3 separate regions of the Mus musculus genome follow, and regions 2 and 3 are each linked to region 1. Evidence: chromatin contacts called from public promoter capture Hi-C data. All regions are on one chromosome and are shown on one strand. Each heading gives the region's core, a stretch centred on a gene start, on an enhancer-like site or on the middle of the called end of the contact. The rest is flanking DNA. Distances are from core to core; before and after follow the strand shown. Region 1 holds the start of Strip1 (striatin interacting protein 1). Region 2 holds the start of Clcc1 (chloride channel CLIC-like 1). Region 3 holds the start of Gpsm2 (G-protein signalling modulator 2 (AGS3-like, C. elegans)).

Region 1 (3,317 bases), core at 220-2,719:
GGTCTGGTTATCATCCTCTCAGTGTTGGTTCTATGAGATGGTAGAAGTCCTTTTTACTTAAGGGACAAGCTGGTTCTCAGGAGTTGATTCTTTCTCCTCCAGGGTGCACAGGCCATGATAGAAAGAGCTGTTCGTCATCCGGGGATGCTGTGTTCTGTGAGGCTTTGCCACTCCTGATGTCTAGAGGGTTGAGGCCAGTGACCAAGAGTCTTGTACCTGCTTCTTGGGGAGGGAGGTTTCTGGAGGAGGACACTGTAAAAAGTAACATTAAAACCATCTTGGTTACTCCTATGTGTTTGGCACTCAGACGTGACGGAGAATGAGGTGAGAGGCCACCATTTTTGGATGATTGCTCTTTGAGTCAATACAGATGTGAGCAGGTAATTCAGAGTAAACGAGACAGCTACAAAATGAAGGCAGAAAAGCAAGAGCCACTTCTAAGGGATTATTAAACACACCCTCATTTCCCCATGATTTCTCTGTTATATTTTCAATTTCAGTTTTATTTATTCATTTGTTTATCTCCCCCATGTGAATGTAAACTCCACGAAGACTAGAATCCTATTTTTGTTCATTATTATATCCTTAAAAGTATTTGTCAGTGGCTTGAGGACAGATACAACTTCATACTGTTATCCTTAGCCCCCAAGAGTCTCTCTCTCTCTCTCTCTCTCTCTCTCTCTCTCTCTCTCTCTCTCTCTCTCTCTCTCTTTCTCTGTCTCTCTCTCTCTCTGTCTCTCTTCACTTCAAGTTCAAGACAGGGTTTCTCTGTATAGTCCTGGCTGTCCCGGAACTCACTTTGTAAACCAGGCTGGCCTCGAACTCAGAAATCTGCCTGCCTCTGACTCCCAAGTGCTGGGATTAAAGGCGTGCGCCACCAACGCCCGGCTTTTTCCCCTGTTTTGATAAGTGAGATTATTAACGTGGCTCCAGAGGTGTCTTGGATGGAGTTATAATCTGATAAGTAAAACCAGGAGTCCCCAGGGTTGCACAAGGTGTTTCTTACAGAGTCCTACTGACTTGGAGGTTTTTCAGCTGGAAGGTTAGAGAAAAGCCACAACCAGTTGTTAATTGTACAGAAATTCTTTGCTAGGAAAACGTGTCAACTAGACCCATGAGTCAGGAATTGCTTTCTTTAATGATGTCTCCCTAATTTCCCCTTTCATCCTGCCTCACCTTGAACAGGGAGGGCTCTAAAGACAGGCAAAGCGATGATAGACAACGAATTAAAGTGTTAAGTCTCATGGATAAAAAAGACATCTAAAGGGATTCCTGCGAGCCCAGCCGCACGTCTCCGGCTTAGTTCCACGGGAAGGAGGGAGGGGAAACTAAATGACAAAGCCAGGAAAGACCTTGGGAGGTGATTGGCAGTTGCGGCTTTCGACACACGCAGCCACACTGAATATGGCGATTGGGGAAATTTCCTGGAGGAAATCACGCGAGAGTTGCCTGACGGGAGGCCGTCCGCGAATTGAGCCGGGGGTGTGGAGCAGCCAAGATGGAGCCGGCAGCCGCCGGTCCCGGCCCTCTGATTGTGAACAACAAGCAGCCGCAGCCGCCACCTCCTCCGCCGCCTGCCACCGCGCAGCCTCCTCCTGGGGCGCCGAGGGCCGCCGGAGGCCTCCTGCCGGGGGGCAAAGCCCGCGAGTTCAACCGCAACCAGCGCAAAGACTCGGAGGTCAGAGCTGCAGGGGGGCGAGGCTGGCACCGGGCGGGTGACAGAGGGGGTCCCGGGAGACCGGGGCGGCATCCGGGCCCAGCCGGGCTTCCCGACGGCTTGACAGGGACCCTGGGAGCTGTCACTTTACCGGGAACCGTGCAGTTAGCTAGGCTGGCAGCCGCCACAGCCCCGGGGAGGAAAGCCCGGAGCCCTGTCACCAACTCTGCTGCGGCCGGGGGAAGAAGGTCCCCGAGCCGGGGATGGCCGGTCGCCCCCGGGGGCGTGGCCTGAGGCACAGCCCTCCTGGGGTGCAAAATCGGTGGTCTGCTGGCTGGTTAGCCCCTCATCCTTTCCGGCCTCTGATCTTAGCAGGGTGGTGGGCCACGCCAGTTGGCAGCGAAGGGACCCAGGAGAGTTTAGCGGGCGCTTAGAACAGGGCTTCTCTCTCTAGTGCTGCTTGGCCGGCCCCAGGTTGTGTGAGTAGCAGAGAGAGCACATTGTGGCTTCCCTCCGAATTTTAGTCAGCGCTGGATCAAACCGCGGCCAGACATTGCCAAGTATTTTTGCATGCCCAGTGAGCCCAGTTGCTGAGCTGTGAAGGGATCAGAAGTACACAAAGGGCGCCGGATTCTCCTCCTTGCTAGTGAGCTGCGATTCCCTTTGCCCGCGCTGTCTGGAGCTATTCACCTCGCCCCAAGTTAAAATTCCTCCCACTGCTTCCGTTTGCAGAATTCATGAATGAACACACACCCGTCTCGTCGCAGCATTTCAGGGCTTCCTCATCAGCACATTCATTCCCAGAGCGCTTACTACGCAATCTCCTCCACCTGAGACAACTTCCAGTGTGATGAACAGCCAGGCACTTACCGAGAGGGAATTCCTCAAATTCAAATTTGATGCTTCAGCTAGTACCAGATACTAAAGATAGTGTCTTTAAGCCTAAGAAATCAGTTCCCTCCAAACATTTTGTTGTTGTCGCAGGCTCAAATTCTGATAACTTATGTCACAAAGGAACAAGCCCAGAGTTGAGAGGATGAGTTTAGAGTGGCTTTTTTGAAAAAGATGGACCTTTTAGGAGCCTTTTGTTGTGGAATGATGGGTGATCAGTGGCTACTTCTCAGTGATCTCTTAAGTACGAAGGAGTATGGAAGTTAAGTTTGTAAGACCTTTAATGACCAGACTTGTCCAGGTTTTCTGAAGAGAACCCTGAGAATTGAACTACACCTTCAAATTTCTCTTTTTAAATGTTTGAGTGGACTGGAGAGATGGTTCAGTGGTTAAGAGAACTTGCTGTTCTCTCAGAGGATCCCAGCACCCAAGTTGGGCCGCTCACAACTGCCTATTAGCACACTAGCTCCTAGGGATCCAGTACTGTCCTTTTGTCCTCCATGGGCACATGTATACACACACAGATAAACACATAATACATTTAAAATAAGTGCTTTAGGGATGGCGGGATAGCTCAGCAGGTAAAGTAGTTTTAAATTTTCCTGAAAAGCCACAAAATAGTCAGATAAATACCCTTTTGTGCATTTTATTTTATTTGTTGTTTGTTTGCTTCTTTGTTTTTTGTTTTGTTTTTGTTTTTGAGACAGGGTTTCTCTGTGTAGCTTTAGCTGTCCTAGAACTCTGCTCTGCAGATGGGGCTGGCCTCAAA
Region 2 (3,361 bases), core at 690-3,189, 1.0 Mb before region 1:
ACGGCATCCTGTATCCCTTTCGTGGGCATGGCATACTTCTTCATCAACAGAACGAGTGAGAAGGAAGACAAATTTTCTCAGATAAAAACAGGAGTTTAGGGTGAAGGTAACGGACGTTTAGAAAACAAAAGCAAGAGGGCATCACTTATGGAGGCTGACAGCCTGCCAAGTACCACTCACAAAGTTACACCACGGGCAACCACGTGACTTTCTCCAATAGTGACCAGCAGGTGAAGAGTTAACCAAGACTACAGAATGAATAAAATGATGGAAGGCAAAAAAAAAAAAAAAAAAAAGGGGGGGGGGAGGCAGCCAGAGTTAGATTCCACACCAGAATGAGCTGGGAAGTCAAAAAGGGGGGGGGGGGGGCTATGGAAGAAACCAAAACCACAATCAATTGGAAATTCAATCCCTCCTGTCAGAGGCCGGTGGTCATCTAAGACTAGAACTCTTTGAAAACAACAACACTTAGAACTGATCCCACACTTCCTCCAAAGTTGCAATCTGGACCTGCTTCGAGCTTATTTTAAAGACAAGTCTCTGAGATAGGGCCAGCCAGTGCTACATAGACTGACTCGGAAAAACAAAAACATCACAAAAATCTTCCTATGTTGCCTCAGTTTATGAAAAAAACCTGCGTTACTCTATGACTTGTCGGTGGACACCAGTTAGTTTGTATCATTTTCTCATTGCCTCAACTACAACACATGTACTCCAGTGCGCACAATAATAGTATATAAAAAAACATACTCATACAATAATAGAGGACATTTTGTTACTGAAACATATGCTCCTTTAATCCTTACAAAAACTCTTGGAAAGGGCACCACTGTCTCAATCCCAGAAAAAACGGGTAACATGCCCATGGCCTCTGAGCTCTGAGAGGTTCCTTGGAGGTTAGGGTTCAAAAGCGGGTGAGGAAACTCTGCTGGGTCTTATCACACAGGTGGGAAAACCAGAAAAGGGGCTTCTCACAGGGGCGGCCTCTGGCTTAGCTCTTAAGATGTGCAGGCTGATTGACAGCCACGAAATGGAAACCCTCAAGAAAGTCACTGATTTCAAAGAATCAGAGGTCTAACCAACCAGCCAAGCAGGACTAACCGGGTTAAGGGAAGTCAAATTCTCGGTTATCTTAGAAGCGGGAAGTCGCTATTTAGCTCACGCGTGTTCTTGTCCTTTCCTGGCAATTGAGGTTGTTTTTTTCTGTTTGTTTGTTTGTTTGTTTTTCGAAACGAGGTTTCTCGGTGTATCCTGGAAACGCTGTAGACCAGGCAGGCCTCGAACTCAGAGATCCGCCTGCCTTTGCCTCCGGAGTGCTGGGATTAAAGGGTGCCCACCGCCCACCAGACAATTTTCATTTCCAATATGTGCCCAGACAACGCTGAGAAGAGCACTTTTATAATCAGTATCATGGAGAAAACCTGACGTTTTGCACCTAATTATAAACCCACAGACTTACAGCATCAACTAACTTAATATACTCAAATTAAATTTGGAGTTTCATACCATTACTCCAACAAATCCAATATATATATATAATTTTTTGGCCGTCAGTATTTGTTGCAGATTCTGCCAAGGTTTCAGATAACACAAGCAAGGATGCTCTTGCCCCAGGGTGGGCCGCTCGGTATATTCGCAGGGTTAGCCGAGACAAGGGGAATGACTGGCGGGCGCTGTCTACCCGCGTAAGACGGAACAGGGAATCGCCACGGGCCCAGGCCCCGGCACCTCTCACGCTGCCGCGCCGCCTCCCACGCAGACCCGCGGGCCGCCCCGACACACCGAAGAGCGCCCACTCACGTCGAGGGTCCTGCCTGCTCTTTCAGAGGGACCCGGGCCAGCCCGGCCGCGGAAGACGCCGAGCCGCCTACCTCAAACACGGTGCACTCGGACTGGAGTCCCGAGCGGACTCATCGACTCGCTCGGCCCGCAGCTGTGCGGCCTTCCCGCGCGCGTTGCTGATTGGCTGCGCCGCGGGGGCGGAGGCGGGGGCGGGACCAGGCCGCGCTCCTCTGCTCTGAAGTAAGGGCTTTTCAATTACCCAACCACCAGTTCAGTTCAGACGGTCGTGGCTAAAGGAGCCAAGTACGTCTAAATAAGTAAATAAGTAATAAGTAAATAAGGAAAGAAAAGAAAGAAAGAAAGAAAGAAAGAAAGAAAGAAAGAAAGAAAGAAAGAAAGAAAGAAAGAAAGAAAGAAAGAAAGAAAGAAAGAAAGAAAAAGAGAGAGAGAGAGAGAGAGAGAGAGAGAGAAAGAAAGAGGGGGGAGGGAGGGAGAGAAGGAGAGAGAGAGAGATAGAGAGAGAGATCTACTTCGAACATAACTTTCTAAGTGGAAGATAATGGTTAACTAGTACTATATATAGTGAGGGAGGCAAATGGGAGTTTGGACGTAAGGTTTGTTTTGTGTTTATCTTCAACTTCTGGCTTTGCAGTTTCCAAAGTGTCCAAAGAGGAACCCCACCCCAGAAATGAATACAAAAACTAACTGGCAATGAGACACTGTTAGTATTTAATTTGGTATTCTTGGGTATACATACATCATTTACAACTTTTTAAGATTTGTAGTCGTTTTAGATTTATTTCATATGTATGAGTGCTTTGCTTCATATAGTATGTGTTCCACGTGCGTGTCTAGTACATACAGGGGTCAGAAGAGGGGGTTGGATCCCCCTAGATAGGAAGTCCCAGATAATTGTGGCACCAACACGTATTTTCTTTTTAATTCTGATTGTGTTTCTGCATATGAATGCAGTTGCCAGCAGAGGTCAGAGCTGCAGTTGCCAGCAGAGCATCAGGTACCTGAGATGCAGAGTTATCGGTGATCTTGAGCCACAAAACTCGGTTGCTGGAAACCGAACTTGAGTTCTTTTAACAGCTAAGCCACTTCTCCAGCCCCATTGCTACTGTGGCTGGTAGCCTTTCAGATGTAGATGATAAGATCCTACTGCTGTAGCAACCATGTGTGTACAGAAGTCAAGATGGAACTGGACTGAATGCTTACTCTGGAAGGTTAGCTTTCATAACATAAGGATGCCTTATGGAAGAAGTCACCAGCAGTCTTGCCCTGCTGTGACCTTGTATGTTACCCGGCTGCCCTCCCAGGCAAGATGTACCCACATTTGCAATAGTGGCAAACTGTTAAGTGGGTAGCCATCTTCTTTCCAGCTTGATTTGAGGCCCACTCCATAGGAGGGGATTCATGTCCGGCACAGTAGACCTGATCAAATCTGCGTCTGGGAGGTCAATGCCCTAGGGGGGAAGCTACTGTTCTTTTGCTGACTAAATGTATCATACATATCAAGCAGCCTTCCAAATATTTATGTTTACCCAAACATTAGTACTGCCTTCAGCTTTGGGCA
Region 3 (3,433 bases), core at 918-3,417, 1.1 Mb before region 1:
GGCATCTCAGTCTCTTTCCTCGTTTCTCTTTTGTTTGAGAATGGTTTCCTGAGTTGCACCTCATGCATGGCTCACTTTTCATCTCTTAATTTGTCAAACCTGTGCACTGAACTTAAAATGTCAGTTGCTTCCCTATTATACTAAAAGTTTCATTGGAATTCTCCTTTTCTTTTGAAAACCTTCCTGTTCTTGTCTCTTTTTTTTCCAGTTCTTGATTCATGCTTTTGTCTCTTTAAATACATTAACCTTCCTTATTTTATTACCTATGTCGTTTTGCACTTCAAAGTCTGTGTGGGCTAGGTTCTGCTGCCCTTCTGTCCTCTGAGGATATTTGTATAAGCTATCATAAATATATACATATATAGTTATATATGGTTTATATAGAGAGTTTTGGGTTTTTGTAGTCCTTGATTCATTTATTCTCATGCTTTTCTTTCTTTAAATATATTAAATATTCTATGTCATATTTCAGTTTCAAAGTCTGTGTGGATTTTATATTACATATATAATACTCTCAACTACACTTATTAAAAAGTAGGTGTATATAAATATATATTCTATTTTTTAAAAGACAGGGTCTCACTATGTAGCCCTGGTTGTCCTGGATCTCACTGCATAGATCAAGATGGCCTCAAACACACAGAGACCCACTTGCTTGTGCCTCCCAAGATCTGGCATTAAAGGTATGTGAGACAATACCTGACTCTTGTTATTTTTTGTTTGTTTGTTTGTTTGTTTTTGTTTTGTTTTGTTTTTTGACCATTAAATGTCTTCAAGTAGAAGAATGGCACAATCTCATGGATGCATGCGTTTGGAAAGAAGATTTACAAAACAGTTCAACTGATTAGGAAGATAGACATTGCTGATAGCTGAGATAAAAAGTCCAATCTATGAGAGAAGGGGGCACAGGAAAGAAACGATTCGCTTTGGCTATGCAGAATTTAAAATACTTTTTATTGTGGTTTACTGTACCAATTCCCACAAAGAATTTATGAGTATGGAAGAATTATAATATCTACCTCTGAAATAGTACAACCAGCTAATTCAGCTTTTTATAAGAACTTGGTATTAAGGGTGCTCGCTGATAATAATAAGAGAACCACTTATTGAACAGCTTCGATGTGTCAGCAGCTGTGTTAACCATTTCATAAACTTTACCTCCTGAAGCATCATGACAGACCTTATTAGAGGAGGTCTCATTATCTGTGTTTTACAGCTGAGGAAGCTAAGGCTACAGAGGACAGACGCCTAACTGGTTCAAAATCAGTCAGTAGGAAGAGGCCCGAGCTGAAATTCAAACCCAGGTCTGGCTGGTGCTAACACTATCTCTATACAGTTTTCCATGACACACATATAGTGGTCACGGCCATCACCACAGAGATGCTGAAACTAGAATTTCTTTAACAGGTGCCCAATCCTGTAAAACATTAAAATTTCATCCCAGTGGAGAAATAGGCAGTGGCTATAGATAATGTAATGTAACCAACGTCATCAGCTTCACAGCAGAGACTCTAGTTTAAACATTTGATGAACAAGCTAAGATCTATTTTTTGGTGAACTTGATATGAAGGCATGAATAGAATGGGAATGCAAGCCGCCGGAGCGGATTAAATTCGCCATCTCTGCTTTTCCTGGGAACCAGCGATCCTGCAGTCAGAAGAAGTTTGCTTTCCCAACATCTGGAAACGCCAGAACTGTGTGTGACACTGCCTCAAGAACTGAGGCTCCTTGTTCAGACTTTCACACGGGACCCTCTGTTCCTTTCACACAGGCCTCTTTCTTTCTCACATCTGCCTCTTGGAAGACTTTCCCAGGGCGGGACTGAGCCTGCAGGGAAAGAGGCAGTGGACTGGGGCTCCTGGGTTCAAAGTCTGAACTAGACCCAGCTTGAACTCTGATGTTTATTGTCCCACTTTTCGCCATCTGAAGGAGAAATTCGAGGACAATAAGCTTCTAGTTGGCGGAGGATCTATCCGCAGCAGAGGAGAATCAAGCGCTACAGTCCGAGAGGCAAACCCCACACACAGATCTTTAGAAGGAGGGAGCCCTGGCTCGTCTAGCCCCGCCCTCCACCCGCCTAGCCCCGCCCCACCGGTGCCATTGGCCGGTCCAAAAAACGCGGGGCGTTGTCAGTTTGAATGGGCGAGCCTGGAGCTAGGCGCAGGCGCAGAGGAGTACAGGCGCTGAGGGAGCCTTGCTGGCGGTGAGACCCTCTGAGAGGCCAGGGGGAGGCCGAAGCTCTGGCCCACGTGACCTGCCGGGGGCGGGCGCCCGGGGCGCTCGCCAGCCTCCCGCGGTGCCCCTGCTTGGCTCGGCGTCGCCGCCGGGACCCGACTTGGGGAAGCGCCGCGGTTCCTAGTCTACGGCCAGAGGCGCTCATCCCTGCAGCGGTTCCTTGTTCTCAGGAGCCGCGGGCCGGAGGGAGGTGAGCGGAGCCTGAGGGGGTGACCCAGTGGGGTGTGTGGGGGCGTGGGGCGGGGGTCTCTGGACCACCGAGGCTCGACGGGCTCGGGTGACGCTGGGACCCGGGAGCTCCGTGGGGGGCTTCGCACCCGCACCATTTAGGCTGTTGTCCCCTAAGTGAGGGGAGACTGGGGATCGGGCTTCTGCAGACCTTGAAAATACTTGCTGGGATGCAGCGACTTCACGCGTTTTCCGAGCGTAACAGACGGTGGATACAAAGCCGAATCCCAGTGGATTCGAATCCCAGGCACGTCGCCGGCCCCGGGTCTCCACACCAGACACCTTTGTCAAGTCACATTTAAACTCCTGAACTTTTCGGATCCCAGACTTACTGGCAAGCGAAACTGATAGATCGTTGTAACCAGCTTTATAGCAAGCGTAACATGTTTGAGATCTTAGCCGGAAAGCTGTAAACTTAGTATCTTCAGATGAAAAGTGGAAAACGTAATTTCCTTGTATTTTAATGGTAAACAATTAGGTGGCTTTAACAAGTATCATTTGAACTCTGTTGAAACGAGTAATGATGGCAATGTTTATTTGCCTTAATGCATTATTTAAACGCCGGGTAGACTTAGAATAGGTAAGTTCTTGACTCTCCTCTCGGTGCTTTGTGTTGATTGGACTGCTGTGTGGTTTGTGTTGTAAGTTTTTGTCACCAGCGAAGCAGAATTTTCAGACTGCCTCTTTGGAAGGCTAAACTGAAGATTTTCCGGCTTGTTAGTAACCATCGTGATTGCTTCTGGTAAAGAGCACTTTTGCCTGGGGTTTCGACGTGCTAAGAGCAGAGATTCGTTCCGCCTAAGTTCAAAAGCGAAGGTTCCTGTCCTTTGACTTGAGGGCAGTGGGGGAGTTCAGGGATGCCCGGCCGGTTCTAGGCATTCATAGGCCCCTCTTGCAAACTATTTCTAACTTACAATTCGAGGATTGGACTGGTTATGAATTCAGAGACTGTGGAGTATTGTGGAAGCGT

What was found. Promoter capture Hi-C pulls out the DNA fragments that hold promoters and counts their contacts.
Region 2: a promoter capture Hi-C map of liver shows a contact between it and region 1, with 2.5 times the contacts expected there. The contact joins the promoter of Clcc1 here to the promoter of Strip1 in region 1. A contact is called at or near these places in 3 of 39 promoter capture datasets (liver and pre-B cells).
Region 3: a contact with region 1 is called in a promoter capture Hi-C map of liver, with 2.0 times the contacts expected there. The contact joins the promoter of Gpsm2 here to the promoter of Strip1 in region 1. A contact is called at or near these places in 1 of 39 promoter capture datasets (liver) and 1 of 9 other capture datasets (adipose tissue).

The regions. Positions count from the first base shown.
Region 1 is chr3:107,629,862-107,633,178 of GRCm38.p6, reverse strand. It overlaps Strip1 (striatin interacting protein 1), which reads left to right and starts at 1,469. Exons shown (of 21, transcript NM_153563.2): 1 at 1,469-1,678. The coding sequence starts at 1,499. It overlaps Gm10961 (a long non-coding RNA gene), which reads right to left and starts at 1,578. Exons shown (of 3, transcript XR_375960.3): 1 at 1,177-1,578; 2 at 1-252.
Region 2 is chr3:108,652,491-108,655,851 of GRCm38.p6, reverse strand. Clcc1 (chloride channel CLIC-like 1) reads right to left here and starts at 1,939. Exons shown (of 12, transcript NM_145543.2): 1 at 1,872-1,939.
Region 3 is chr3:108,721,033-108,724,465 of GRCm38.p6, reverse strand. It overlaps Gpsm2 (G-protein signalling modulator 2 (AGS3-like, C. elegans)), which reads left to right and starts at 2,167. Exons shown (of 15, transcript NM_029522.2): 1 at 2,167-2,425.